Regions from separate parts of the Sus scrofa genome. Here all the other regions are linked to region 3. A link is a contact called in public Hi-C and HiChIP or PLAC-seq data. All regions are on one chromosome and are shown on one strand. Each heading gives the region's core, a stretch centred on a gene start, on an enhancer-like site or on the middle of the called end of the contact. The rest is flanking DNA. Distances are from core to core; before and after follow the strand shown.

Evidence for each region. Hi-C and Micro-C count contacts between places; a contact is called where the count stands out from the background. HiChIP or PLAC-seq counts read pairs in DNA pulled down with a chosen protein or histone mark.
Region 1: an H3K27ac HiChIP or PLAC-seq map of skeletal muscle shows a contact between it and region 3. The contact joins the promoter of THRA here to the enhancer-like site in region 3. A contact is called at or near these places in 3 of 5 promoter capture datasets (fetal liver, fetal skeletal muscle and liver), 19 of 47 Hi-C or Micro-C datasets (adipocytes, alveolar macrophages, brain and 11 more) and 2 of 2 datasets of contacts at active chromatin or transcription factors (alveolar macrophages and skeletal muscle).
Region 2: a contact with region 3 is called in a Hi-C map of liver, with 3 times the contacts expected there. The contact joins the promoter of MED24 here to the enhancer-like site in region 3. A contact is called at or near these places in 4 of 5 promoter capture datasets (fetal liver, fetal skeletal muscle and liver), 17 of 47 Hi-C or Micro-C datasets (adipose tissue, brain, embryonic fibroblasts and 9 more) and 2 of 2 datasets of contacts at active chromatin or transcription factors (alveolar macrophages and skeletal muscle).

Annotation. Positions count from the first base shown.
Region 1 is chr12:22,283,723-22,286,463 of Sscrofa11.1, forward strand. THRA (thyroid hormone receptor, alpha) reads right to left here and starts at 1,438. Exons shown (of 8, transcript NM_214190.1): 1 at 1,250-1,438. The coding sequence starts at 1,302.
Region 2 is chr12:22,307,748-22,310,447 of Sscrofa11.1, forward strand. It overlaps MED24 (mediator of RNA polymerase II transcription subunit 24), which reads left to right and starts at 1,257. Exons shown (of 28, transcript XM_021067025.1): 1 at 1,257-1,329; 2 at 1,713-1,923; 3 at 2,016-2,098. The coding sequence starts at 1,794.
Region 3 is chr12:22,247,863-22,250,779 of Sscrofa11.1, forward strand. No RefSeq gene overlaps it. Among named protein-coding and RNA genes, the nearest start is that of MSL1, 12 kb to the left of the region's middle. Within about 2 kb of position 1,544, at least 63 of the 83 cell types and tissues checked have an H3K27ac peak or open chromatin away from gene starts, as enhancers often do. A contact at or near this core is called in adipose tissue, alveolar macrophages, brain and 10 more, where this site is marked.

The sequences.
Region 1 (2,741 bases), core at 188-2,687, 36 kb after region 3:
GGTGTAGGGGACCTCCCCCAGCCCAGTTGAGCTGCGGGTCTTTAGCAATTAGCTAGACGCAAAGCCTCTGGGTGCAGTCCCAGAGACAGCCACAAGGTGGCGCGGGGACATGGGGGAGGGGAGGCTGACGGGGAGGGGCTGCAGTCCTGGGGGACAGGAACTAAGCATTCCCGCCTTTCTCTGAATTAGGAGCCGACCCTCCCAGACCCATGGAAGTGTGGGCGGGAAAGAACAGGGGCTGCAAGTGACAGCTTCACGATGACAGGCCAAATCTTTTTTCAGAGCCCCCCTGGGGTGAGGCTTGGGGAGGGGGGGATACCCCCATTGCCCTACCCAACTGCCAGCCCCATCCACTTCCTCCACCCCTCCAGGGACCCAATCTTGGGCCCCAGGGCTTTGCCTGGCCAGGCCTCCGGCCTCCTGGCTCAGGATCTGGTCTCCTAGGCAACGGCCACACTGCTCCCCAGAGCACCCCTCCCCCACCCTCTCCCTGGCCATAGGCACAGGCTGTACCCAGCTCCCAAGGCACCACGCCAACTGAGACCGAGCTCTGTGCCACTTGGAACTGATGGGAGAGGCAGAGACCCTCTGGACGCCCGAAGCGCAATGCGGATCATAGGGAACCCATCCCCAGCTGTGTGTGCAGGGCTGATGCTTCCTCCACGTGGGAGCAAATCTTCAGAGCTGGCATTCACTTCCACTTCCTGGGAGGAGCCCCATGGCATTGCCCGCCCTTGCCCATGAACAAGGAAGAGCTTGTGAGGCTCCCAATATGTTCCAAATATAAGCGTGAGTTGTGATCAACAGTTACTGGTGCATGGTGCCCTGAAATGCCATGTCACACGCACCATGGCTTCTGGACCTCACACTAGTGGTCAGACGTGAAGAGGCTGGGAGGGAGAGGAGGAAAATGGCCAGGCTGTTTGGATTCCACATGCTCAGGTGAGGGTGGCTGAGGGGAAGCTGGGGGGCATTGGAGACTCCGAGCACTGACAAGGGAGGGGCCGCATGCCTGCTGCCTGTAATTACTCTGTGCTGCACGCCCTCCCCCTTTCAAAACGGGCATCTCTCCCTCCAGGTGCCTAATTCCCAGCCACATGGGAACATGACCTCATCTCCTGGGCAAAGGTAGGCAGCAGGCTTGCCGGCCTCAGGCCCATCCCCCCAGGGGTGCTAAAAGGCCCAAGCTCAGTGCTCTCTGGCCCAGCCCAGCGACTGCTGCACGACACCTAGTTGCCGGACCCATTACCTGTTCTCCTCTGGGTCTGACCCACACTCCACCTTGCTTGGCTTCTGTTCCATTCACTTCAATTCCATCCAGGATGCCCTCCAGCACGCCAAGAGACTGGGGTGGGCACACTGGCCCCCCCGGCACACCCACAGGCCACCCACCCCCCGCCACCCAGGCCCTAGGGCACAGCACCCATGGTGCCCGCCTCAGCACTTGGCCTTTCACACCATGCCCTGCACCCCAAGGGGGGAGCGGGCGGTGAGAAGGGGGCCAGGGAGTGGCAGGTGGTAGGGCTGGGGGGCAAGCTGAGTCTGTGGGGGGGGTCCTGGGCTGGGGGAGTAGCTTCGGAATCTTGTCCTGTCCGGAGGTCCCTGCAGAGAGAGGAGAGAGGCAGGGATAAGGCGGCGCCGTGGTGGGAGGAGGTGAATAGGATTCCTTCGGCGCCAACATTTTGGGCTCTTGGGGCTTATCACGAGATGGTGGTAGGCATGGAGGGAGGGCAGGCATCGGGAGAGGACCGGGAAGCCCTTCGGCTCGACAGACAGCAGGCAAGGCTGGAGATTCACATCCCGGTCCCCAGACATGGAAAGGGATGGAGGGAAAGAATGAGGTAATCCACGTAGCACGTCTCAAGCCTCACAGTCAAGCAAGGGCCTGGCCCCTTCATACGCGTCTATTACACATCAGCCCTTGTTACCACCCCTCAGCCAAGGTGTCGTTAGTATCACAGGGAAAGAAGTGACCAGAGATGGAGTTCCCTCCGTGGCTCAGCAGTTAACGATCCCGGCTGGGATCCATGAGGAGGCGGGTTCGATCCCTGGCCTCACTCAGTGGGTTAAGGACCCGGTGTTGCCGTGAGCTGTGGTGCAGGTCGCAGACGCGGCTCAGATCCCGTGTTGCCGTGGCTCTGGTGGAGGCCGGCAGCTGGAGCTCCGATTGGACCCCTCGCCTGGGAACCTCCATGTGCTGAGAGTGTGGCCCTTAAAAAAAAAAAGAAGAAGAAGAAGTGACCAGAGATGAGCAGCTTTCATTCAGCCCAGGCATGGGGGGGGTCCCGGTGAAGGAAGTGTGAGCGCCCACCTGAGGGCCTCAATGGAGAGGGATGCTGAAAAGAGCAGCCAGCCGACCTCCCCTGCTGCTGGCCGACTTAGGCCTCTCCAACCCCGGCCCCCCAAGGAGCTTCCCATACAAGGTCCCAAGTCACACTTCCCAGTCTGAGGACCAGACTTCCCAGTTGGTTTAGCTGAGCTGCCACCCACTGGGATGGACAGGGAGGGCGAGAGGAAACCAACAGGCATTAAGGGAATAGAGAGTATATGTCCACCCAGGTGGGCATCAGAACTTCGCAGGTGAGAAAAAGAAGCCTCGGAAAGCTTGCCCGTTCACTCAAGTTCACACAGCTTGCAAACAGCCTGCCGCCAATGCTAGCTTTGTTCTGCCAGCTGGGGTCCAGGGCACCGCCCACCTGGGCCGACCATTCCCTCCAGGTTTGCACCTCTGACCCTAGGCT
Region 2 (2,700 bases), core at 7-2,506, 60 kb after region 3:
TCGGAGTCGTTTCCGCTGTGCCACAATGGCACCTCCCTATTGTTTTTAATAATTTTTTAAAATAATTGTTTTAGATTTATAGGGATAAAATGAAAATAGTGGAGAGTCTCTATGTACCCCACACTCAACTCCCCCCCCCTTTTTTAAACATCTTATGTTAGTGTGGTACATTTGTTAACATTATTATACACTATTGATACATTATTGTTAACTAAAGTCCATGTTTTTTTCAGATTGCTTAGTTTTCACCTAATGTTCTTCTGGTTCAGGACTACATCCAGGTTACCAAGTTACATTTAGTCATTATGTCTCCTTGGACTCTTGACTATGAAGGTTTCTCAGACTGTCCTTATTTTTTTTTTTTTTTGTCTTTTTTGTTGTTGTTGTTGTTGCTATTTCTTGGGCCCTCCCGCGGCATATGGAGGTTCCCAGGCTAGGGGTTGAATCAGAGCTGTAGCCACCGGCCTACACCAGAGCCACAGCAATGCAGGATCCGAGCCGCGTCTGCAACCTACACCACAGCTCACGGCAACTCCGGATCGTTAACCCACTGAGCAAGGGCAGGGACCGAACCCGCAGCCTCATGGTTCCTAGTCGGATTCGTTAACCACTGCGCCACGATGGGAACTCCAGACTGTCCTTATTTTTGATAACCTAAACCTCAGTTTCTTCCTTACTTCTGTCTTCAGGCAGTATGCTGGGCCAGGAGATTCTGGAAGGATCGCCAGATTTGGGGGTTGAAGTGGTGGGTGATGTGTGTGCAACTGACAGAACCTCAACGTTGCTTCTGGAATACAGGTATGGAAATGAGAAGAACTCTGGTAGGCACGGCCAAAAAAATAAAAACCAAACCAACCAACCAACCAAACACCCTGGTAGATTCAGGTATTTAGGAGAACAACAACAACAACAAAAAGTCCGGGAGAGAGAAAATCTACTGATGAACGTAAACCATACCCTTGGTGTTGCCTACTAACCAGCAGGTAATGAAAGCCCATCCTAAGGTAACTTAAATGCTCGGTCGACAGTGACGTCACTGGAGGAAGCCTTTGCGAGAGGCCTTTAGAGAGCCTTTCCCAGCATCTCAGTGATGCCCGAGCTCCCACACGTCCTTCCCTGAAGGAGAGAAAATGCAGACTGACTAGCTTCGTTCCTTAGCTTCCTTACCAACGGAGTCCACAGAACTACAATTCCCAGAAGGCATCGTGGAGTAACCAGTCTCTTATCGCATTCTTATTGGTTCATGGTTGTTACTCTCAGCCAATAGAAAATTAGCTCTTTAATAAGTGCCAAAATGGCGCTACGTAGGATCTAGAACTAGGTTGTCCGGTAGGCTTAAATTTGGGGAGGTGATGGATGAAAAGTGAACAGGGAATTAAAGTTTCAGGGTTGGGGAGGGTGGAGGAAATGGGGGGAAAATCTGGATTTGAGATGGTAGCGGCTCAGGGACGCAGCCAGAGCTAAGGGCGTAGTCAGGCACCCGGAACCGGCTTAACCCCTTGCTGCCCGTTCTTTGTATTAAACCCCTTTGACACCCTCTTTTTAGTTAGTGCTCCAGTTTAAAGAAGGACGGTTCAGGAGGAAAGAATCTGACAGGATCCTTACTTTGCCCCTTTCCCCTTTTTCTCATTTCTAGTTCTGCCTTCGTTAAATCTTCCTGTATCTTCTCCATTCCATTTAACTCTGCCCCTCCCCCCCGTTCTTTTCCTCAGAATCTCCTCTCCCCTCCTCTAGCTCGATTTCTCCCCCCTCAAAGCTGACCTCCACCGGCCCCGCCGCCTCAGAGTGAAATCATGAAGGTGGTGAACCTGAAGCAAGCCATTTTGCAAGCTTGGAAGGAGCGATGGAGTGACTACCAGTGGTCAATCAACATGAAGAAATTCTTTCCCAAAGGAGCCACCTGGGACATTCTCAACCTAGCAGGTCTCGTGTGAAGTAGGAAGGAAGGATGGATGGGAGGGCTAACCCCAGAAATGTTGTAACCACTCAGTCTTCCTTTGTTATTGCCCTTGCAGAAGCACTACTGGAGCAGGCCATGATTGGACCGTCCCCCAATCCTCTCATCCTGTCCTACCTGAAGTATGCCATTAGTTCCCAGGTAAATTGTTCCCCTTATTCCAAAAAGTGAGGGTTTGGAGGTGAAAGACTTGGAGTCTGTCAGCTCACACTTTCTGGGTGAATGTGCCTGAACACATCATTTGTCTGAGCCTCAGTTTTCTCTTGAAAATGTCATCTTTCACTTGTTGTGATGAATATTGCATTCACTGTCCTCTGAATAAACATTCACAAATGCTTGTATGTGCCAGGCAATGCTATAGGCACTGGGGATTTACCTGTGAACAGAGCTAATCCCAGCACACAATGAATTTATTAGGTAGTACAAGCATGTAAATAAGCAGCCAATCACAGGATGGGATTATGATTAGGCTAGGGCAGAGTATTGTGGAGTACATGGGAGGGATGCTTAATCCAGTCTGAGTGATTAGGGAGGAAGTGATGTTTAAACCAAATCATGAGTGTTGAGTGGGAGTTAACCAGGCAGATTGATGAGCATGTACACAGCAGAGAGAAAAACATGCAAAGGCTGGGAGACAAACATCACATGATATTTAGGAACTGGAAATAATGTGATATGATAGAGCAGCAGTTTTGGTCTCAGGACGTTTTAATTCTCTTAAAAATTAAGGCTCCTGGAATTCC
Region 3 (2,917 bases), core at 294-2,793:
CTACTCCAATTCCATTTCCCCAGAGGTTTTTCTTTTTCTTTCCTTTCTTAATTTCTTTCTTTCTTTAAATAGCCGTGCACGTGGCGTATGGAAGTTCCCCCGGCCAGGGATCGAAGTGGAGTAGCCGACGCCCGCGAGGCCAGATCCCTTAACCCACTGCACGGTGCAGGGGGTCCAACCCGAACGTCTGCGGCACATGGAATTGCTACAGTTCGATTCCCAACCCACTGTGCCACAAGGGGAACTCCCCCTAGAGTTCTTCATGCTGTTGGCAGACCTCTCTGAGATCCCCGATACCAGTTCTTTAAATGTGGCCTGGATAAGGGAGCGTGACCTCTCTCCTACAGTGAGTGTTCCGCTTCTTGCCACTTCCATCACCGCTCCTTCCCCAGAGATGCTGGTTCTTCCTCTATGGGCTCAGATTCCTCAAGCTGGGAGATATTTCCAAAATGGAGAATCCTCCTCTCTCAGAATTAAGAACTTTTGTCCTGGATGGGAAGAGCCTCTCAGAAATCATGTTGGGGGAAGGTGGAGAGGGCAGGACACCAAAAATTAGTCCAGTGAAAAGGCTTGATGCACAGAGCTGGGCTAAAAAAGCTAGAAAATAGGTCAAGTGAAGCTAAACAGAGGAAACCATTTCCTTGGGAAAAATTCTGACCTAGGCTTTGTCTATTTTCCTCTCCACTTCTTTTCCTCACATGAGATGTGAGGTTCAGAGATGGGGTAGGGAATTGGGCTGATGGAAAGTATGTGGTTGGAGGCAGACTAGGAGTTGTAAGTGAGGCGGTGCTCAGAGGAGGAAGAGTGGCGAAGGGTAAATTTAAGATCAGAGTATTGGGAGGCGGGTTCCCCTTGTGGCGCATCAGAAACAAATCATGGACTAGTATCCACGAGGATGCGGGTTTGATCCCTGGTCTCGATAAGTGGGTCGGGGATCCCGTGAGCTGTGAGCTGTGGTGTAGGTCGCAGACGTGGCTTGGATCCCACATTGCTGTGGTTGTGGCGTAGGCCTGCAGCTGCAGCTCCAGTTGGACCCCTAGCCTGGGAACTTCCATAAGCCTGGGTGCCGCCCTAAAAAGTAAGAAAATAATTATAATAAATAAAAAATCAAATCAAATCAGAGTATTCAGGGGCCATTTCTCCCTCCAAAGTCATAGCGGGTTGTGAATAGTAGATAACCCCCGAGCTGCAAATCTTGGGGCACAGGAAGGGGACGTCATTGTAGCCAAGAAGCACACTACCCAGGGGCATGTTGAAGAGCCCTGTGTGGAAGGGAATGGGAGGAGTCCTGGGGCACCTAGTTTCAGGAGAAACAGCTCCAAAGTCCTCAAGCTAGAACGTTAAGGGCCAGGGACACTTGCTCCCCTATAACTCAGCATCTGTCAGCACTCCCATTACCAGGTGCTATTTCCAGAGTCCTGGGCCTAGTGGGGGAAAAGGGCGGGGCGCTGGGGGAGAGACCGAGGCGGAGCCGAAGGGCTCCGCCCCCAGCCCAGCCGCAGTTCCAGATTTTCGCCACGCGGGGGCTCCCGAGCTCAACCGCAGTCCCAGGGTTCCGGAGGGGGGAGAGACTCTCCCGAGGACAGTTTGGGATGTCAGTTGTGACCCTGAGCAGAGAGGTGACCTAAGGGTCATTGGCTCCGAAGCTGCAGCCCCTTCGCATGGCCGTTGGAAAGACGTCCAGCCTCAGCCCTTCTCTCTGAAAGGGGCTCGTGGGACTGGGAACTAGGTCCCCGCCTCTTACCCTCACCCTCTTCTCCGTGGTCATTTCCTCCCCTGCGCGCTTCCTCCCCCTCCCCCATCCTCGTGGTCGGAACACCGCCACCCTCCCCCACAGCCCGTCAGAGTCCTGCGGAATGCTCTCACCCTGGCGACGTGCCAAGCTCTGGACTTCCTGGGCTTTGGGGTGGGGCTTGGCCAAGGGGAAGCCCTTTGGACAGGAGAGCCACCCAATCCTGCAGAGCCTGCTCGCGCTCTCCCTCTCTTTCTCTCCCTCTCTGCTAAGCAAAAGGCTCATCTATCATTCTCTGTCACCACCACCTAATTCCACCCCCACGCCCCCGCAAGAGGATTTCCTTGCCAGGGCAAAACATCCACAATCTGGATGCGGTGGGCATCCTAAACACTGGTTTATGGTGGGAAAAGGGGAAAAAACCCTATTTCGGAACCTGCCTTCCCTGTCCCAGAAGGCCTAGAGCTGGAAGGAGAGGTTCAGCTATCAGGGTCCTGAGGTGAGGATTTCGTAAATGGTCGTTCAGCCTTGGGGCTCCTTCTGGATCCTTCCCAGAGTCCTTGGGTCTAAGGAACTAGTCTCTATATAGTAAAGCTTGGGACTGAATTTTTGCATATCTGACCGCCTCTACTCAGCTTCCATGTTCCTGAAATAAATCAGCTGAAATTTGAACTCACTGGTCTACATCAAGGCCAAGGAAATCTTTCCAGCCAGCTGTAGCCGACTGGGGTGGGTTCAGTGAGAATGGGGAGCAGGCAGAAACCACTCCCAAATCTAATGAATAGAGACCAGGCCTGTCAGAGACCTCTGGCTCCTTTCTGGGGGGTGGGGGTGGGGGTCACTGCTCAGAAATGCTTTTGCACTTGGAGGCTGAAAGTCTTATATTGTCCACAAATGACAAAGTGAGAACTCAGTCCTGTGGCGCCCCCTGCCTTGAGGTCCCTCTGTGCTGCTTTTGCAGCCTGTCATCCCTAACCTGTGCCAGATTCCCAAGTTCCTATCTTGAAACCTCAGCCCCCACACCCAGGGCCTAGGGGAGAGCCAATGTAGGTCACTGCAGCTGGGCCTGCAGGGCTGTCTGCTCCTTGAGCTCAGAGCCTTTTAGGCACAGAGAGGAAACCGTGCAGAGAAGTGAGAGAAAAAGGCTCTATGAGAATCAGAGGAAAGCACATTACTCAAAAAATG